Regions from separate parts of the Danio rerio genome. Here region 2 is linked to region 1. Evidence: chromatin contacts called from public Micro-C data. All regions are on one chromosome and are shown on one strand. Each heading gives the region's core, a stretch centred on a gene start, on an enhancer-like site or on the middle of the called end of the contact. The rest is flanking DNA. Distances are from core to core; before and after follow the strand shown. Region 1 overlaps fam102bb (family with sequence similarity 102 member Bb). Region 2 holds the start of atf6 (activating transcription factor 6).

Region 1 (3,313 bases), core at 643-3,142:
AACAGAAAACTATGAATCACCTCATGTACACCTCATGTGCTTTATTCAGTGCTAAATGCTAACATTGTGAGTCTGAATGCCATTTTACCTGACATTCATAGCCATATACTGAAAGCGGCAGCAGAAATTAACCGTTTGAAATGAAACTTTAGAACTGTGAAATAATGCAAACCAACACATCTAAGTGATTCAGCATCTACTTTCAATAATGTTAAAGAGGTTTAATATGTATTAATTACTCATTCATTAGTGAGTGCATATTCTGTGCATCTGAACAGCTGTATTTAAATTTCTGTCATGTTTCGTCTGGTGCAAACAGCTAAATTGCTTATCACTGCTCACCTTGTTACTGTACGTAGCGTGTTGTTATGACACAGGCTTACAATGTAACCTGCTCACCCAATGTTTACCTTCATAATATTTATATTATTTGCTAATTCATAACCACCTCATGTGGAACTCCGAATCTGCTTCTCATTTCGGAGTCTGCTACTGTCCACCGGAGGTCTCATTTCAGTCACGGACACATGCTTAGAGCCTTTCTGAATAAATGAATAAAATACCAGGTTTTTCAACAAGGTAACCCAGGGTGCTGAAATATAATAGGCTAAAGTGTCAGTGGGCAGGTTAAAAGAACCAAAACAAAGACAGATATTCCGGCACGTAACTCACATTTTTTTCAAAGCAGAATAGCTGACTTTTCAGATAAACAAGTATTTTCACTTTGCATGTTTCTTAATTATCTGCAAACATATTATGGTATTTTATGCTTTAGAAAAGTCAAAACCTGACATACAGCACTTTTAAAACGATCACTTTACCTTTTTTGTAAATAACCTCATTTTGCAACTCCCAAGGAGTTAAATTGTGTAGTTAAAACATCTTTGAATCCATTCATTTGATCTTGAAGTCAGGCAGGAGCACTATTAGCTTAGCTTAGCATAGATAATTGAATCGGATTAGACCATTAGCATCTTGCTCAAAAATGACCAAAGAGTTTAGATAATTGTCCTAATTTTCTTCCTTTAAAAGAATGATCAAAAGAGACCGTAAATGTATTTGTGGGCAAGTCTTCTGAAGCCATACAACAGCAATTATGAAAATGACTGGAAATACAGTAACATCCCACATAGCAAAATTTCTCTGGCCCATCTCTGGCCCACACAATCAGGTTTTGCTTGGCCCACATGCCGCAGTGAATTACGGTACATGACTGGACCAAATCTGGCTTCCAGACAAGGGCCAAACACAGACCATATGTGGGCCAAGTCTCAGTCAAGTTAATAACTCATAACTGGGCCTGAACTGGGCCAGATAGGTTGGTGTGTCACGATTGCAATGAAATTGACAAACCTATGGAGTGATGCGCTTAAGGCACACTATGGGCATGCTTTTTCTCAAAGTGACCTGATTGGTAGAATTTTTTTTCTTTACTCAAAAATGATTTTATTGTATTTTAAATGTGGGTCAAGACTGGCCAAACTCAATTGGCCCACTTATCAAATTTTTAAATCTGGGCCAAATACTACGTTTTTCATCTGGCCCAAATCTTGTGTGCTGCCTTAAAAACAGTGCCACCTCTGCCAAACCCGGGCCATGTTTGGCCCACATGCTGTATACCAGTGCCGGATGAATGCCTGCTGTGCCAGCTTTTTGCCAAATCTGGGCAAGAATTCTTTGCTACTAGGGATAAATTCACACGGACTACATTAGTGGTTCTTTCTGGAGGTTGATATCTGTCCCAATTCACTTCAATTCAGTTATATGAAAAAAGAACAGCTTGTGTGTTCTGCTAAACCTCTTTTTCTCCTGCATTTCTGGTAGTGTGTCACATAAGTAAATCACCAAAACAGTTTGTTACAACATGAAGCTAATTGAGGATTTAAATTTTAGGCTTCCTCTCTCTTTTACTTGACAATGAATCACACAGTTATCACTGGTATTCCCTCGCGGTCTATAAAAATGTAGCCCGGTGCATTTAGTACAGTGCAAAGCGTTTACTGGGCTTCATGTAAAATGCTGATGGCTTCTCTTTTTTAGGGTTGGTGCTGGTGCCTACGAACAGGTGGTGATTAAACGCTAGGGTTGAGAGATGCCAGAAGGAAAAGTGTCAAAAACCAAAGTCTGTTTCGTGGGAGGAGAAAATGGACGAAGAGATTCAGACATGTTCGTCTCCTCTCACATTAAGAGTGTTTGTCACGAACCGGTTTCAGCCTCTCAGTAAAGCGGCGCCCTCTGCTGGCTACATAAAGAACCGACAGCTCCTCTTTGCGAGGCTGCCATTATTGGTGTCTGTGTTTCACTGTGAGGTAAAGTCCGTCTGCTAATATGTTTGCATTGCAAAATCAGAGAGCGTTCCCACTATTTTACTCGCTGATTTTTAGAAGAAAAATTATTATATGACATTATTTTAGTAAGATATGTTTATTTTATCAATGTTTACATGTTTGTGAGCCATTTCGAAGGATTTTAAACATCTTTACAGTATGTATTAGGTGTATACTCTGTAGATGTTGAGCTCTTAGTCCATTTTGTCGTCATCTCATCACTGTACTATTGGAAATCAAACCGTCATCCTCCACTCGCAGCGTCGTGAAGCGTCTGACAGATGAAGCCGTTTTCAGACTTGAAACACGTCCAGTTGGATAGCACTTTGAATTGAAGGACTTTACACAGGCTTTCTATGTGTCTTTATAGTTGTAGTTGGTTTTGAGGCTGAGCTGTTAAACTCGTACACGTTAAATGTGTATCTCTACTTTTATTGCAGAAAATAAGCAGTTAACTCCTACAGTCGCATTACAGAAGTCATCTCAAAAAATTAGATTTATATACACAGACTATTTAAAATCCAGACAGGTGAATATATGATGTTTGCCAGCAGTCAGTGACATTTGATGATGATGACATTCTGTATGCAATGATCTCGAACCAAATTCCTGGGGAGCCACAGCTCCTACCACCTTCAAATCACACCTGCATAATAGTCTCTAGTACTCCTTGATTATTTGGATAAGCTGTGTTTGATTAGGGTTGGAGCAAAATTGTCCAGAGCTGCTGGTTCCAGGAATCAAGTTTGAGATCTATGCTGTAATGTAGTGTAAGCCAAGATGTTCTAAAGCTACAATTAGTAACAAGGCAGCACAGAACAAAGCATTTAACCATTACAGCAATGCTTGAAAGTTTTAGCACAAGGCTCTGGAGCTCGTCCGATCCTCTCTATAACACTACAAAAACATATTATCCATGTTTTTGTAGCTACTTGATGTATCACTAAAATGAAGGTATTTTAATGGCTATTTTCTGTAAGATCAGC
Region 2 (3,208 bases), core at 557-3,056, 110 kb before region 1:
CTTTATGTAGTAACAAACACCTATTGTTTGAGAAATCAGTCTTGTGAACTCTTACGGTGCTCTAAATCTGTTTTTATTATTGGACAAATTTCGTCTTACAAATTTGAAAACAAACAATAACTTTTCATCGCCACAGTAGAATGAACCACCAACTTATCCAGCACGTTTTTACGCAGAGGATGCCCTTCCTGCCGCAACCCATCTCTGGGAAACATCCACACACACTCATTCACAGACACACTCATACACTACGAAAAATTTAGCCTACCCAATTCACCTGTACCACATGTCTTTGGACTGAGGGGGAAACCGGAGCACCCGGAGGAAACCCACACAAACACAGGGAGAACATGCAAACTCCACACAGAAACGTCAACTGACCCAGTGGAAGCTCGTACCATTGACCTTCTTGCTGTGAGGTGACAGCACAACCTACTGCGCCACCAAAATAATTTATATGATTATAAAAAAAAAAATTTCCTCTCTATCCTTATGCACAAGTTTTAAAAGTGACATTGATGTACCTGCTCTTTCTGGGAAACGTCTACTTAAAGTGTAGCTCATTTATTTTCGGAATTTCCTTTTGTTCAATCTTTTTGGAATTAAGTGCTTTTTTGAAAATGCTTTCATTATCCACAATAATCTTAATCTTTGTTTAAGACTTAATCAAAACACCTTGTTTTGGGGTTTACACTAATATATATATAGCAAAATTTTATATCTATAAATGTAAATTAATGCAAATCCTTTTTAGCATATATATTTGTTTGGAATAATAAAATATTAGATATAAAAATAAATCTCTTTTTTAAAATAACTGGTTTAATAAAATATACTTTTAGTTAGTCAGTTTTAGTTCTTTCTTACATTAAAAAAGTAGGTGTGTTTACATGCTGCGAGTTTACATGCAGGCTATCTGCATGTGTTAATGTGGATGTTTGTGTGAAGTTCGAGTTGAAGTCAGAATTATTAGCCCCCCTTTTGAATTATTATTATTTTTTAATATTTCCAAAATTATGTTTAACAGACCAAGGAAATTTTCACAGTATAACAATCTGATAATATTTTTTCTTCTGGTGAAAGTCTTATTTGTTTATTTCGGCCAGAATCAAAGCAGTTTTTAATTTTTTAAACATCTCTTTAAGGTCAAAATTATTTGACCTTAACAAACCATTGATATGCAATGACTTTCCTAATAACCCTAACCTGCAGTTAACCTATTGGACCTTGTTAAGCCTTTAAATGTCACTTTAAGCTGTACAGAAGTGTCTTTAAAAACATCTAGTCAAATATTATTTACTGTCATAATGGCAAAGATAAAATAAATCAGTTATTAGAAATGAGTTATTAAAACTGTTATGTTTAGAGACAGCTATGAAAATTAGATTATAAATAAGCTTTGCAAGACTGCAATGAAAACTGCAAAGCAAATATATACACCAAACTAGTGTGTTAAAAACATTTGATGTGTCAAAACAGTTCAATCCTTTTTTGATCAGCGTTTTTTTTTTACAACAAAATAACTGATTCTTCAAAATGACTCCCTAAGTTAGAGCAAAACCGACAGTCTACTCCCCCCGTGTGGTGAAGAGATGAAGAACAACAAGGCAGGTTTTAGGTAATGATTTGAACCACTTCGGCACCCGTAGAACTACCGTAAAACAAGACGTGTACTTGGTGCATTATTGTTATGCAGTTTCATCAGAATCGGGAAAAGCGAGAGTGTTTGTTACTACACGCAGAGCTCTGTAACTAGCGTCCGTCATTCGACTCACTTTTACTGTTACTAATGTTTTCAAGGCACAATGTCGTCGAATTTAATGTTAGATTTAATGAATCCTTCGATGAGTAGTAAGGAAGTGGGAGATATTTCCATCGACCAGGATGGAGAGTGGGGTAAGATACACGTTCTAGATAAATCCATGACAGCGTGAGTCTTCTGAGTCTTCAAGTGCAATAAAGACTGTAAATACTTATGGTATGAACAAGAATGCGGAGTCGTATGTAAAATAATCTCTAAAGAGCAACCTAATGTAGATGTAAGTTTCACAAAACAGATGGGTGAACCTGTCTCATTCATCCGCAGTGTTGTTTTGGTAGTTTCAATTTAAAATGTTGTTCACAACCATAAAGATAGTCGAATTTGACTTCAAATGTAATTATTTCTTGTCGTTTTACAACTGCATTTTTACACAAGCGTATAGTTGTGCTATTATGTAACATTATGCATTCAGTTCATACACCCTGACTGTCTTTTGAAGAAAAAAGTGTAATTTAGGCTTAGGTTAACATAAAGAAACTGAAATGCATACCAAATGTTCTGTGTTACACCTCATTGTTTACAGGCAGCTTGAGCTGGACACAAACCTGCATGAAAGAAAATGATGAAATGGATACTTTTTTTGACTTGATTTGTTTCAGAACGTTGTTTTTGGGCCTTACTCTGTAACTAAGCTTTGCTCCTGTCAAGTTTAGTTCACATATTATCTTTTACATTTCTAGACATCAGTTTGTTTGATGAGCTGGAGGATCTTGGAGATGCTGATGAGCTTCTGGAGGCGCTGGTGAAAAGTGTAGGCTATGTGAGTCAAACATCTGTCAAGGCAATCTGTACAAACGTGTTCATGTTTTTAAAGAATTATATTATTTTATTAACTTTTGAACTCATGTCTAATAACTGATTTATTTTATCTTTGCCATGATGAAATTAAATAACATTAAAATACTAATAACATAACATACTAGATATTTTTAAGACACGTCTGTACAGCTTAAAGTGACATTTAAAGGTTTTACAAGGTTAATTTGGTTAACTAGTCAGGTTAGGGTAATTAGGCAAGTCATTGTATAATGATGGTTTGTTCTGTAAACTATTAAAATAATATAGCTTAAAGGGGCTAATAATTTTGACTTTAAATTTGGTTTCAAAAAATAAAAGCTGCTTTTAATCTAGCCGAAATAAAACAAATAAGACTTTCTCTTGAAGAAAAATATTATCAGACATACTGTGAAAATGTCCTTGATCTGTTAATTATAATTAGGGAAATTTTAAAAAGACAAAAAAAGTCTAATTGGGGTAATAATTTTGACTTCAACTGTACTTAAAGAACTTTTTTTTGTTGTTGATAAAATTACTTTTTGATTTTAACTAATTACAATGCAAAAAGGAGGCCTAAACATGTCAAGTTTTTATTTGTATGTAAAACTT

Evidence for each region. Hi-C and Micro-C count contacts between places; a contact is called where the count stands out from the background.
Region 2: a contact with region 1 is called in a Micro-C map of caudal fin, with 7 times the contacts expected there. The contact joins the promoter of atf6 here to the enhancer-like site in region 1. A contact is called at or near these places in 2 of 18 Hi-C or Micro-C datasets (caudal fin and an unstated tissue).

What each region holds. Positions count from the first base shown.
Region 1 is chr20:37,022,545-37,025,857 of GRCz12tu, reverse strand. It overlaps fam102bb (family with sequence similarity 102 member Bb), which reads left to right. Exons shown (of 11, transcript NM_001044844.1): 11 at 2,041-2,083. The coding sequence ends at 2,083. Among named protein-coding and RNA genes, the nearest start is that of henmt1, 9.4 kb to the right of the region's middle. Within about 2 kb of position 1,892, at least 3 of the 62 cell types and tissues checked have an H3K27ac peak or open chromatin away from gene starts, as enhancers often do.
Region 2 is chr20:37,134,932-37,138,139 of GRCz12tu, reverse strand. atf6 (activating transcription factor 6) reads left to right here and starts at 1,806. Exons shown (of 16, transcript NM_001110519.1): 1 at 1,806-1,896; 2 at 2,503-2,582. The coding sequence starts at 1,806.